2 separate regions of the Rattus norvegicus genome follow, and region 1 is linked to region 2. A link is a contact called in public Hi-C data. All regions are on one chromosome and are shown on one strand. Each heading gives the region's core, a stretch centred on a gene start, on an enhancer-like site or on the middle of the called end of the contact. The rest is flanking DNA. Distances are from core to core; before and after follow the strand shown.

Region 1 (7,072 bases), core at 2,686-5,185, 250 kb after region 2:
CAAAAGCTTAGCTCCTGGGTGGGATATTCTTGGGTGGGTTGCAAGAAATGCAGAGTTGAAGTGTGATGAATTGGGCCAGAGTTTTCTCCGAGCAGGTGGGGTTGAGGAAAGAGAGCAGACAGGCCAGGGTGAGCAGGGGTTCCAACCACACATTTAGCGATAGGATAGTCCCGGGCCACTCAAAAAATAGGTAATGAATTAATCAAACAATTTATATCTAAGTTTAGGAAGCAGGCTAGAGAAATGGCTCATGGGATAAGAGTGCTTGCTGCTCTTCAGAGGCCCAGAGTTTGTTCCCAGGACCTAAGTTGGGAGGCTCACAATAGCCTACAACTCCAGCTAAGTTCAGGGAACAAAAACTGTCCTCCTCAGATGACAGCCATTTATTCCATAAGATGCCAAGATCTCGCCTTGTTCCCAGACACTATGGATGCTCGGAAAACAGAGCCACGGTGAGAGAACAGGGCAACAGAGCTGCTGCTGTGTCCTGGGCAGGGCGCTAGATCTTGACCTTGTCCAACTTTGGTCAGTCAGCCATAGAATACCTTCCTCCCCACCCTTCTCTGAGTCCTCCTTGACCCCCAAGCAAGGATGTTTGTGGTGGTGACTCACAGATGGCTCTTGTGTGACAAGACTTTTCCTGAGGAGATTCAGTGTACACGTCAACTCTCCCCAGATTGGGAACCCACAACAGACAAAAGCATGGATACAACCCAAGTCCAACTTGGTGAACCAATGAATCTCCAAAGCACATCCCAGGTACATGTGAATCTCACAGTAGCTGGGAACCTGAAGCACAAGACACAGCTTCAGTGAGCTCGGCAGGTTGGCCTTTCCAAGTGATTTAGTTGGTCTAAATCTCTTCCAGGCATCTCAGCCTGTTTCTTGGTCGAGTCTTCTTTGTAGTCAGTCAACTTGTGTGAAACTGTGAAGGTTTGTTGCTTACTCTGGGAGGAAGGGGCTTAGTGAATCTGATCGGTTTCAGGGACTTCCTGAAGCTATTTTGAGTTGCTTATCTTCTTGCTTAATGAGGTTTCCTGAAAGATGGGATGTTTCAACCTCAGAGGAAAATGCCTGGGTCACATCAGCCCCACCCTAGCCGAGATAGTTCCTCCTCCACCAATTGCCCCTCCAATTTAAATCCTGTTCATACGTACCCTTTTCCTGTTCATACGTACCCTTTTCCTGTTCAGGCCACTTCAAATTGGAGCTGGGGGGTGGAGGGTGGAGCAGCCGTGGGAAACAGGGAAATAGCATGCAGCTTCTAGAATTCCTGCCACACAAGGCACACTATCTTCTGCACTCCTGCTGAGGTTTTCCCCAAAGGCACTTACAGCCTGGGGTTTTGGTCCTATTGTACAGGCCTCATTTAGCATAAGAAACCCAAGTTTAGAGCACAGTTTCAATGTGCATCCTCTTATCCGGAGCAGTTGACAGACCAGACAACAAAAGATTCAACCTCCATCCTGAGTGTCATTTTTGTAACCGTCAGCAAGACTCCAGTTTGGACTTCCTGGATTCTGCAGCTTTGGGCTGAAGTAAGAACATGTGAGGAGGTCAGTTTAGGTCCATAGCGAGGCCCACCCACCTGCTTCTCTTCCTGTCCTCATCTTGGTCTAGTGTCAAAACAATACAAGACTCAGTCATAAGAACGCCCCAGCCCATCTGTCCAAATTCGCTCTACACAGCCACTGCCTCCAGGAGTTGAACACCTGTGTCAGAGCCAATTATCTAGGGACAGAGGAGTCAGGAGGCTTGGGTTGCCCTTGAGGCTGTCTTTGGCTCAGCTAGACAGAAACCCCTGGTGTTTCCACACTGGGGCATGGTCAAGATGACCCCATAGATATGGGTGCCCCTCTGAGTCTTAGAACTTATGCACAGTGCCTGAGACCTTAAGGGCTGGGCCTGGGTGGATATAGACCCAGCTACTTGCTAGCTGAAATGGACGGATGTCCTAGGAATGTCGACTCCCTTTCTTCCAGTCTTACCTGGGGGCATTTTGCCAGGAAGAAAAACAAACTTCTAGTGAGAGACTCCCATCTGGTGGGAAATCCTTAGGCCATTCCAGAGGCAAAGCCAAGGGAACTAAAGAGGGGCTTGGGAGCTTAGCAGAAGCTCTCAAATGGCCAATTGGAGGGTGTGGGGTGGTGACTAAACTTTTAAAAAAGTATGGCTCTGGGGTTTCCAGGCCTTAGAAGATTCCACTGTCCTCAAGGTAGCAGAGGAGCAGAGCAGCAGAAGGCCTGCAGTCATGGACAAGAGTGTGCATATCAGGTTCTTTTCTAGGCCTGGATTCAGCAAAGAACCCCCACCCCGCCCAAATTCTGCACAGCTCAATATGAGAGGAAGAGATTCTTTGTCTCTCATTGCTATTACTCCTTTAGCATTACTATATTAGTATTATGATACCTAAGTCAGGAAACTTATAAAAAACTGTTTTTCAGGACATGGTCCACATCTAATGATGTTTATTCTTGACAGGGTTTCCACTAACACAGGGCATCGAGGTGCAGGGCAGAAGATGCACTGCGTGTTGTCTGGGTCAGTGTTCTACTGCTGTGAAGAGACACCACAGCCATGGCAGTTCTTGGAAAGCCTTTAATTGGGGCTTGCTTTCAGTTTCAGTCTGTTATCAAAATGGCAGGGAGCATGAAGGCACACAGGAAGACATGATGCTGGAGAAGTAGCCAAGAGTTCTGTACCTGGAGCCACAGACAGCAGAAAGAGAGGGATACTGGGACTGGCTCAGATTTGTGAAACATCAAAGGCTACTGCAGTGACACACTTTCTCCAACATGGCTATACCTCCTAATCCCTCTTAAGTAGTGCCACTCCTGATGACTGAACATTTAAATATAGGAGCCTGTGGGGCCATGCTTATTCAAACCACCTCAGTACACTTAGTCACAGTACTTGCGGGGTAGAAGCTGGAGCATCCGGAAGTCAAGGTCAGCCTCAAGAAAGGTGGGAAGGGGAAGAGAGGAAAGAAAGAAGGGAGAGAGGGAAGGGTGGGACAGTCACAGTGCACAGCACAGGCCTCCCTTCCTGAGGCCTCCAGGCAGTTTGGCTTTCTCATAGCAAGGCTTCTGGTTTCTGAACACTTGAAGGATGAGACTGAAGCCTGTGAGATCCAGCCTTGGAAGTCAGGTGTGTCTTCCCAACCATGCCACAGCCGAGATCGGACAGGAGCACTATGTTCAAAGGGAGAAGATGGTGAGCCTCCTCTGAGAAGGCAGAGTTCTAGGGTAGGTGTTGTGAGAAGCTGCTGCAGGCTTCAAGTGTGTCCTCAGCGAGACGGAGTGGAATTTCCTTTGACGAGAACTGCGAATTGAAATGAAGTTCATTTAAAGCAAGAACAGTCTTCAGAATTTTCTAGACAGAGGAAACCCCTCCTGCTCCTTGGCCAGCCCTGTTGCCTTAACATTGTGAACTTGAACAAATTTGTTTTTCAATCTCCCTAATAATGTTCATTCTTAGAATGCGTGCATCCTGTGTGTGGGAACAGAGGTACAAAAAAGCATTTGCCCAATGTCAAGATGATGAAGAAAAGGGAAAGGCCAACTCTGTAGCATCTCACAGACTTCTGTCAGTTTTAGCTGCAGAAACTGTACCCCAAGAAGAGCTTTGAATTGAGCCCTATCCAGAGATCCAGATTCTGAGCACTCAGTACAGGATAAACACCCTTCCCCAAAGGTCCACTTGGACTAGAGAGCTTCCCCAGGGGATGCCAGCAGCACCGAACTGTCATAAAGGATGCTGGCCCCAGAGCTCGCAGCATACCTCTGTTGCACTGCTTCTGTGCCTACCCCACGTCTGAATCTATGAGTTCCCACCACTACCACCTCCACCTCCAGTCTGTGGCATGGGCCTGCTCAGCTGAGACACTGACCTGTATTTTCTTGGCCTGTGGAACCATAGCATTCTGACCTCAAAACCCGTCCCAGCTGGGTCACAGCCAGGGCAGCAACCTTGTGTGCACTGAAGAGCCTGGGTGCACTCTAGCAGCAGTGATTTAACCAAAGCTTACCCAGACCTGACTTTACCTACTGTCCCTCTGAAGGCCCAGGGGAACCACCTACCTTGGCCTGAGGTGTGTGGTTATTAGCAGTTCCAGGAAAGTGATTGTGGCAACTGTGGCTTTAAAGGTGACGAGTTACAGAACCTAGCAGCCCTGCTTTCTGTCTGTACAGGGGTGGAAGCCTGAACCTACCACACACTTGACTCCCAACTTCTGCTGTGCTTTGGTTTTTCCTATTACCTTCTTTTCTCTTTTAACTTATTCTTCTCCCATATATACCTGAGCGCAGTTTCCCCTCCTTCCCCTCTCTCCCCTCCCCCTAGTCTCTTCCCCATTCTGTGGTCCACACTCCTTCCACCTCTGCTCAGAAAAGAGCACCACTCAGGAGCCATCAACCAAACATGGCACAACAATCACAGTAAGACCAGGCACATGTTCTCACATCAAGGCTGGACAGGCCGCCCAGTAGGAGGAAGAGTCCCAAGGCAGGCAGAAGAGCCAGGGAGAGCCCCTGTGCCCACTGTTAGGAGTCCCACTAGAATGCTTTACAACCATAGCAGAGGACCTAGGTCAAACCCATGAAGGCTCCCTGATCTCTGTAAGCCCTCATGAATCCTGGTCAGTTGATTCTGTGGGCCATGTTCTTATGGTGTCCCTCATCCCTGTAGCTCCTCCAGCCCTTCTTGTCCTTCCTCTGCAGGATTCCCCAAGCTCTGTCTAGTGTTTGGCTGTGGGACAATGCATCGGCTCCCATCAGTTGCTAGATGACATCTCTCTGATGACAATTATGCTAGGCTCAGGTCCCAGCACATCCTGCAGACATAACAAACCATAGATCAGTGTTGTGTGACTGGGTTTGTGTCCCAGTCCCTCCACTTGAGGCCTTGGTTGATTGACGAGAATGGCCAGTTCGGGCTTCGTGTCCCCCATTAAGGGAATCTTCTCTAGTGTCACCCTCATAGATTCTATGAGTTTTCCATTGTACTAGGTTCCACCTCACTCTGGAAATGCCTCCCATTTCCAGTCATCTCTCTCCCCCTCCAACCTGATCCCTCCTGTTCCCATCCCCTTCCACCCACAGTCCACCCTGGAGTCTATTCTATTTCTTCTTCCCAGGAAGATCCTAGCATCGCCCACTAAGCCCTCGCTGTTACTAGGGTCTCTATCTGTGGATCGTAGCATGACTGTCCTATACTTTACAGACAAAATCCACATATGCGTGAGTACACAGCGTGTCTGTCTTCCCACCAGGGACTCTTGAATGCTTAAAAAAACAGAGGCGTGTAATAACCGGACGCTACTCCACATTTCACATTTCATTATTTGGCGATCTCTGCATCGAGGTCACTAGATCATTAATACTTCATTCACAATTTCCTGTCACAACTGTTTTTTCCCTTTGCAAGCATCAGCTCCTCTCCAAGATGGGGGATGGGCACTCCAAACATGCATGAACCTACACCATAGTAGCTGTGAGTTTATTTATTTTTGTTTGTTTTTAGACAGGGTCTTTCTATTGTGAAGCTCTGGCTGTCCTGGAACTCAATACATAGATCAGGCTGGCCTCACAAAAATCTACCTTCTAGATGCTATTCTTTTCGTTTTAAAATTTATTTATCTACTTTGTTATTTTATTTTATTTTATTTTGGTTTTTTTTTTTTTGAGATCTCACTACATGGATAGAATTAAAGGCATGTGTTAGCATGCCTAGACAAGATCTGTTTTAATTATTTTTATTTAATACTTTCGTGTGTGTGTGTGTGTGTGTGTGTGTGTGTGTGTGTGAATGCTGTAAGTGTGTGGGCTCCCAAAGAAGCCAGAAGAGGGTGTCTGATCCCTTAAACTGTAGTTTTAAACAACTGTGAGCTATAAAGTGGGTGCTGGGAACTGAACTGGGGTCTTCTGCATGAGCAGAACAAGGTTTGAACCCAGGAGCCATCTCTGCAGCCCCCTATGTACTTGTACTATGTACTGTGCACTTTTGTAACTGACATTCCTATGATACTTTAATGGTTAAACAGCTGATTGTGAACCATGCACCAAAGTGAGTTTTAAAAGTATCTGTAAAATCATGACTCCCAAAACCCAGATTTATTCAATAACTACAAAGAAGTCCTGTCGTTTTCTGCAGTAGAGCACACCGGAGGCCATTACCCACAGCTCCCATGCTCCCTTGTAAGGGCTGCTGGGGAGGCCAAGCCCACATAGAGGAGACCCATGGTTCTGTGTGGCTTTTTGTGGGCCTGTGTGAGCAAGCGTCTGTTTGCCTCAGTTCAGGCATACACAATAGCAGACTAAAGAAACAGATCCAGGTGTCTAGCCGGGTAAATCCGTGGGTCTCTTGGAGTTACTCCAGGGAGCACAAGTGACTCTCAGGCACCTGGAGCAGCAGCCAAGCCCTTCCCAGCAGGGGAGAAGTCTCATGAAGGCTGCATCCTGGAGCTCCTAACACATAGGCAGCTCTACTGGAGTCTCCTCTCCCTGGCAAAGCTAATTTATAACCGTGGGGAGGAAGGGGCCCTGTGAGTCCTGTACACTGCGGAGCACCAGGAGCCTTGAACGCTTCCTTAGCTTTCTGAATCTTTCCAGCCTCCTTCCTCTCCTCCCTCGTATACACCCTTCGGAGGGAATGTTTCATTTCAGAGGAAACAGCTGCACGAAACTCCTCTAAACAATGTCATGTCCAGTCCCCATCCTCCCGGAGGTGGATGAGAAGGTACGGGAGAGGGAGAGGTGGGAAGGACAGTCCCCACACCTGAGCTGGAGTGCACAGGGCAAGAGAGTCTTCGACAAGCTAAATCCAGGGTCAAACAAAATCCCCTCAGCCTCAGGCTGGACTTGCTAATACTGGTGCTCCAGAGGGGGTTTGCCAGCCCGGTTTACATTGGGACTTTCAGGCCAATCAAAACAAAACACTCTAATAGCCCCAAAAGTCTGTGGTGGGGCCATATAGACGTCCTCTCCCTGACTCTTGAGTTGGGAAAGTTTTGAGTCTGTTGCCAGCGTTTAAAACCTGGGAAATGTCACATTAACCTTCAACTGTATGTTTTCTG
Region 2 (7,347 bases), core at 3,387-5,886:
TCCCACACCCAACGCAGCCCAGAACTCAGCCCTTCATCTCCAGCAGGCTTAGGGGCCAGTGCCTTAAACTGGAAGAAGAAAAGTCCTCTGAGGAGGAGAGCCTGCTTTTCGGATTGCTCAGGAGTTCTTTGGTCTGCGTGACTTTGCAGAACAAAACCCCATGAGAATGATGATGTTTGATAAAGACAGGATGTTACATAGATAACGTCCTTCAATCTTGGCCCGGAGGGAGAGAAGCAAGGCCAGCATCCAGGGCCAACCTGACCTAGTGTGAACCCAGTTCTCTCACTGGGGATGTGGGGCAGGGGAAGGGCCACTGAGAGCAGCTGAGAGCTGCTTCCACATGGCCCTTCCACAAGACAACCCAGGGAGACAGGAGTGACAGCCTGGAGCTGTTGTTCAGGGCTTGGATACTTATCCCAGAGATCCCTCCCCCAAGCCTCGAAGGGCCCTATTCCTACAGATGCTTGGCATCCAAATTACTGCTTTAAGTAAAATAAAAGCTTGGGGCCTTGAGGGGTGCTTATGTCTGACACAACTAACAATTCTAAGCTGACTTAGAATTGGCCTGGGATGCCTAATGTCACTAGTCTATCGTGAAAGTTGTCATTCGTTCCCAAGAGTTGAGAAGTACTAATGTGGCCAGTGACCATGCCGTGAAGCCACGCAGTGATGGGCCCTGCCTGGGGCAGCACAGCACTGTACAGGCACCGCTCGCTATAGGTAGAAGCACCAAGCCATGACGAGTGTGTTCCCTGAGACGCTTTCAGTGTCCAGGACAGAGCAACACAGTGGCAGCAGTTATCACACCGTGACGTGAATGGGTGAATGGCGGGAAAGAGACAAGAGACAAAAAGCAAGAGTAAGTGACTCCGAAATGGAGACCCGTACTCAAGAGAGAAACTGGAGGGGGCAGATGATAGAGAGTGAGTAGGGAGCTCTGCAGAAAAGGACACACAGATTGGACAGAGGCAGAGGGGGCGCAGTGTCAGGAGACATTGGACAGAGTGGGGTGGGCAGTGTTGGGAGACAGGAGCCTCACCTGGGTAGTTCTCCAGGAGTCGGCAGGATGAAGTCTCCTAGTTAGAGGGGCTCAGGTATGTCTCTCAGCAGCCCAGCTCGTCCTAAAAGAGAAAGTTTACAGTTACAGGCATGGGGCACAATGAGTGCAGGGCCTATGTGCACCCAGACAATGGCTTGCTAACTGTCTCATGGCACCAAGAAAAAGCTGCCGAGACTTTGTACCATGCTGCCTGGGGAGGGCTGCGCTGGCTTTCTCCTGGCCATAGAGCAGTCCCCTGTACCCTGGTGGCTGCCCGGGAGCTGTGTCTCCATCAGTGCTACTGGGAATTGACATTAAACTGAGAGGAGGTAGCAGGCTTGGGTGGCCACCCATCTGATGCCATCTGGGCATGTGCCAAGACATCTCTGCAGCAGGGCCATGCCACCAAGTCCTTCCCAGAAACGCAGGCTCCCCCAGGGAGAAATTTGATGCAGGGAACCTTTCTTGGTTCTGCATTAAGATTTGCTGTAAGGTTCCTGGAGAGATCCCAGCAGTGCAAAGGAAGCTGGGCTTACTCTGTGTGGCATTGTGTTGATCACACCTGTGAGGAGTTCTGCAGCCCAGGCCTGCTGACAGGCTGTGTTAGACAACAGACCCAGGAGAGGAAGAAGCCTACGTAGCTGGGATCAAGAGTTCTTTCCAAGAGGATAGGAGGATTTCCAGGGCTCAAAACACCTGCTCAGATGTACTGACTCAAGGGAAAGCACACTTGGGGGCAGTGAAGTATACACTGGGTGACAGATTCTCCCTCTTCTTGTCACCTTTTCTTTTACTCATTCACCAATCCACTGGTTCATAGGATTCATTTGCCCACCCATCCATCCATCTACCCATCCATCCACCCACCCAACAATCCTCTCACACTTCTATTTATTTAACCATCCACCTATTGACTTACCCATCCATCCATCTACCCATCTACACATCCACCCATCCGCCCATCTGTCTGTCCATCTGTCAGTCCGTCCATCCATCCATCCATCATCCATCAATCCATCCACTTGCTTACCATCCTACCTGGCCTGTCTGGTGAAGATACCCAGAAACTGGCCCTGGTTGGAGGGAAAGGTCTATATACTCTGCTTTGACAGGACTCAGCTAAAAAAGGAAAAAAAAAACAAACAAACAAACAAAACAAAAAACAAAAAAACAACCTCCAGGAAGGACAGAGGGAGGGCTTCCAGGTCTGACAAGCTCAAAAGCTTTAGATAGAACTTCACCAGGGATAGAAAACTGACTTGTCACAGCTCTGGGGTCATTCTGGGAAGTGTGGTTCTGTGGCTAATTCATCCTTGCCCATGGGGTTTAGGGGAACAGGGATGGATCATGGTTTCCCAAGCTCTCCTCTTTCCCAGCCTAATCCCAGCCCTGGTCCAGTTCTGTCACACATGTCTACCACCCCAGGCCATGATCCTAACTGAATCCTGTGCTATTTCCTCTGAATACAGCTGCTAGGGTAGGGAATGAAGGTTACACGGGAGCCAGCCCAGTGTCCAGGAGGAGCAGGTAGTTAGCAGTTACCTCCTCACCAAGGAGTCTCCACTTCGAGTATGCTGTCTGGTGGCACACAGGCCATCTTTGAGGTCTCCCCCACCCCTGTTGTCCACATACCCTTTTCCCTCTGTCTGGACAGCCTGTCCCACAATCTAACTCTCACCTGCCTAGAAAATGTAGCTCCATTCACTTCAGAGCCTGGGACAGCCCCTGCCTTACCAGGTCCTTACGTGGGAAAGTCACTCTGAGAACTGCAATGAAACCAAAGGTGGCGGAAAGAATCCAGAGTGACAGAGGTGAGCTGTGGAGGGCTGAGAGACTGTGGTCCTCGGGGTCATTACATACCAGGAGTAAATGGATGTCTGACCCGAACCCCTGGTTATGAGTGGAGGAGGGTGTGGGGAGGACCATGGATGCATGGTCAGCCTCAGTACAAATGGCTACGCGGCCATATTCAGGTTAATTGTTCCAACGCTGTGCCAATGAATAGGAATCATAAAAGAAAGCATTTCCCAAGTATCTGACTTTGCCCAGCCATCTCTTCTCCTCTTTTATTAAGTATTTACCGAGGAGGTGGGCAACAGGACCCCCTTAGAGCTGAGGAAACAGAGATGATATCAGGGTTGCCTGAGTTTGCCTACCTGCTTAGTAAGGTATTTCTGATACAGATACTGTGTGTAATTTAACTGAAAAATCAGAGCTCCTGGAAGGACAGGGTCCATGGGACAGAGGCAGAGGCAGCCCCTGAGACAGGAAGGGCCATACCTTGTTCTCCAACATCTCTGACCTGAGCTAAGCAGCTGAGCACAAAGCCTGAGAAAGCTGCTGTGCTCGAATCCTCCCTGAACCAGCTGGAGACTGTAGGGGCGGGATCTGGCCCTGCCGTCCCCTGACAGATGGGAGCCTCTAGGACCTGAGAGGGCAGGATAGGGCTGAGGTTAGGCAGCGCCCTGGGGCTTTCCTCGGCAGGCTCCCGCCTGGGCCGGACAGCTTTATTAATCTTGCCCCTCTCACGGCCCCAGATGGCAGCTCAGCCCATCTGCAGGGATGTGGGGCTAGGAGGGGTGCTCTGAGTAAGAAGAATAGCTGGGTTCATAAATCACTCCTCCTGCCTTCAGTACCCCCAGAGCAGGATGGAGAGCCATCGAGGACTCACATCCCTAAGTCGCATACACCGGGCCAGCAGAGGGTGCTGTGGTCCTGGGTGGAGCCGCTGCTGGGTCCCAGTGCAACTAGAGTTCGGAGTCTACTCCAACAAGCTGAGAATGGCGTATCTCCTGTGTCCTCTCCTCTGGAGGAGCCTGTACCTCTCCCCTGGAACGTGAGCACGCTCAATTCCTACTCCCGACCCCACCCACGGTCATTGCCAGGACGGAAGAGGATGATTGATTAGCTGCAAGCACTTACACACCCAGTGGATTGCCATTCTTCTCTCAGTATCTACAGAGACAGCCCTGGGTATGGTGCAGCGGAGGCCCACGTCTGTGTTCTCCCTCAGCTGCCACCACCACTCCAGTGAAGACCAATGATCCAGTCCCCAGAGAGCAGTATTAACAGCCACATCCTCAGAGCGCCTGGGCATGCCAGGCAGGACTCAGGATAAAATGCCTGAGCCCAGTGTTGTCTGGAGGGGCCCTGGAGGTCCGGGGGTGGGGGAGGGGCTGACTTTTTTTAAAATGTGAACTGTAAGCTCACTTGATCCTCCAAACGGCTCAGCGAAAGTTCATGGTTTTATCACTGTGGTAGACAGGATGAAGCCACAAGGCGGCAAGTGGCTAGAAAGTCCCAGAAATGGGAAACCATGACCGAGATGGGCGCGTAAACCCACACTAGCATGTAAGGCACTTGTGAGCACAGCACCGGCTAGGACCATCGAGTTCTGGCTAGGGGGTGGGGAGGGCTCTTTGGCTCACCGGCAGTGCCTCTGGGCATCTTCCCAAGACAGACACAGACGGGCCGGGCTCGTAAACAAGCAATTGGCTTGAAATCCTGGGGAGTCTGCCCGTGGCACAGGGCAGACGCAGTGAAGGGGGGCGGGGTTGAGAGCCTAATTAGGCTCCAGAGGGGCAGTGCCTGAGGGGAGGGCCACTGTAGTGAAACCGAATTCAAAGGACAGCCTTCCCTGCTGGGAGCTCACTGAGCCTTGAATACCCTGGGCTGCAGGGCAAGGCAGCATCTGGGAGGCCCCATTTCAACATTGTGAGCCTAGCCAGTTTTAGGGCTCCAGCTCTGCCAAGAGACCCCTGTTGCATTCAGACACTTCCCAGGGCTCCCCCCACCAGAGAATGCTCAAAGACAGCAACGTGGTGGGTGGGGACTGTTTCTAACTCCTCATTTCACAAGCCACACACATGTCCAGAACCACAAACTCCGGCAACTGTGCTGCCGACCCTGTACCCCGTGTCCTCTTCAGAATGTTCTTTGCCTTGGGCTGACTAGCAAAAGCACTTGACGCCCTGACTTCGCTGGGTTGTCTACACCAGGAGGGGACATTCCTGTGTCTCAGACCCAACACACTACAAGCTGGAGGAGCTACTGAGACAAAAGTTCTTTTCCCCAGATCAAGCCCTCCAGGGACAGCCAGCCTGCTGTACTCCCTCTAACTCCGAGTGCTGGGTGCATTTCAGCTGCAGAAGGCCTGGTCTCAGGCCTTGTTCAGCAGGCCCTCGGCCTCATGGAGGCTTCCGCCCATCCTCATCTGCTCTTCCTTTCTGTCTTTCATCTCAGAGCCTGAGTTGGAAGAGACCTTTTGAAAGGCTTAGTGATCCATCCCAAAATACTCAGTGCTGTTGCTGGGGCAACCTGGCCTATCACACAGCCATGATTGAAAGGGTAAATGGGTTCACGGGTATTAAGGGGGCCTGGGAACTGGGAGGGCAGGGGCACAGGTCTGACTGGGAGAGAGGGGGCATAGGAAACCCCAGGAATTCCTGATGGAGCTGTCTCCCAGCCCCCACAGGAAATGGATCTTGATCACCATTGCTGTGATGTGTCTGACAGACTCAAACAGGTGACACAGGGAAGTCAGGCAGAGGGAGAGACAAGGAATGTGCTAGCCAAGAAAACATGGTGGGGTGGGCTAAGGGGTTGCCCTGAAGGAATTTCCCTATTTGCAGGTGGGAAACGGAAACTGCATTTCCCTGGACGTGTCTCACACGAGTCTCACCATTACCCCACAAATCAGGTCACTATCATCCCTTCCTGACAGCTGAGGAGCTGATCAGAGAGGTGAAGTTACCTGTCCAAAGTCACACAGCTGCCAAGCAGCAGGCTGCAAGCCAGTGTTCTCTACCCTAGCCTGCCCTTCAGAAGCCATGTCAGGAAATGTGGTGCCAGCCAGTCACTCACAGCAGCAAACAGGAGACACGCTCACAGACCTTACAGGTCCCAGCTCCCTTTCAGAGATGAGGAAATTGAGGCATCAATTAGCACCATCTCTAATCAGTCAATAGATGTCAAAGACCCTCTGAGAGGACAGTCTCACTCTCATGCCTCTCCAGGTGCGGAAGTTCTTTCTGGTATCTAACCAAATTCACACCTGCTTTAGCTCAATCACACCCTTGCACCACTCCTTTTGCCTGACACCCTCTGAGCCCCTCATTTTGTGCTCTCACTTGATTCTTACAACACGGAGTCAGAGAGAGGTGATTGTTTTATGGGGAGAGGGAACCAGAGAGGTTAAGTGGCACGGCTACACCCAGACCTGCTTGCTTTAGCCAGGCACTTGGCCTTCTGTTTTGCTGCCACTATGATGCCGTAGTTCCTTCAGTCCCCTGGACACATCAGTGTCACTGCCTGCCTCTCTCTGTATTAAATTTCACCTCCTCTTATCTGAACTGCCGGGAGACTCAGATTCTAGGCTGATGATGAATCTCTCCAGAGGCAGCAGGTGCCTTCCTGGTGCCGAGACAGCATTTCTGGGCCTCCCCTCCCTCAAACCAGGTCCTCAGACCCACAGCTGGCTCCCCATAGCCCAGACTAGGAACCTCCTTAGTAGCAGAAGCAGAACTCAGACCGGAGAGGGCTCCCTGGATAATATTGCTGATGGCGGGGCTTCCAGTGCAGCTACATCCGTTCTCACATGACCATGGTGCCTGCCACCCGGTCATGCAAGCCTAATACCCAAGCTAGCTCCCTGGAAACTACGTCAAGGTAGAGGGAAGCGACTCTACAACATTGCTGTCTAACTCCATGTGACAGCTATGGCATGTACAACCCCAGCACATAATGACGATGATGATGGTGATGATGGTGGTGATGGTGGTGGTGGTGGTGATGATGATGATATAAGTTTAAAAATTAAAAACATCAGTTCAGCTACTCCCAGGAGTCATCAAGAAAGATGTGTGGGACAGATGGGCGGGGGAGGGTGGGAAGGAGACAGACAGGGGCTGGTCACTATTCCCACACCACTCAGAGATGGGAGAAGATGCTGGCTCTCCCAGACAGAGCTCTAGCTGGGTCTCCTACTTGATCCTGGCTTTTATCCAACACACTGAGGACCAGAAACAGTCCAGACTTCTGAGTTAGTCAGGACTAGGATTATTTGAATACCTCTAACCCCAAATCCATGAGTATCACATGAGCTCTCCGGGAGCTTCATGCTTCAGATTTTCTTTTCTTTTCTTTTCTTTTTTTTTTTTTTATTAACTTGAGTGTTTCTTATTTACATTTCGAGTGTTATTCCCTTTCCCGGTTTCCGGGCAAACATCCCCCAATCCCTCCTCCTCCCCTTCTTTATGGGTGTTCCCTTCCCCATCCTCCCCCCATTGCCACCCTCCCCCCAACAA

Evidence for each region. A called contact is a pair of places that touch in the nucleus more often than the background predicts.
Region 1: a contact with region 2 is called in a Hi-C map of hepatocytes, with 2.8 times the contacts expected there. The contact joins two enhancer-like sites. A contact is called at or near these places in 9 of 12 Hi-C or Micro-C datasets (the A7r5 cell line, the Rat2 cell line, Schwann cells and 5 more).

Annotation. Positions count from the first base shown.
Region 1 is chr3:99,888,921-99,895,992 of GRCr8, forward strand. No RefSeq gene overlaps it. Among named protein-coding and RNA genes, the nearest start is that of Cd82, 5.7 kb to the left of the region's middle. Within about 2 kb of position 3,936, at least 3 of the 93 cell types and tissues checked have an H3K27ac peak or open chromatin away from gene starts, as enhancers often do. A contact at or near this core is called in hepatocytes and liver, where this site is marked.
Region 2 is chr3:99,635,820-99,643,166 of GRCr8, forward strand. Tspan18 (tetraspanin 18) reads right to left here. Exons shown (of 10, transcript NM_001107750.2): 3 at 1,043-1,124. Among named protein-coding and RNA genes, the nearest start is that of Tp53i11, 39 kb to the left of the region's middle. Within about 2 kb of position 4,637, at least 41 of the 93 cell types and tissues checked have an H3K27ac peak or open chromatin away from gene starts, as enhancers often do. A contact at or near this core is called in hepatocytes and liver, where this site is marked.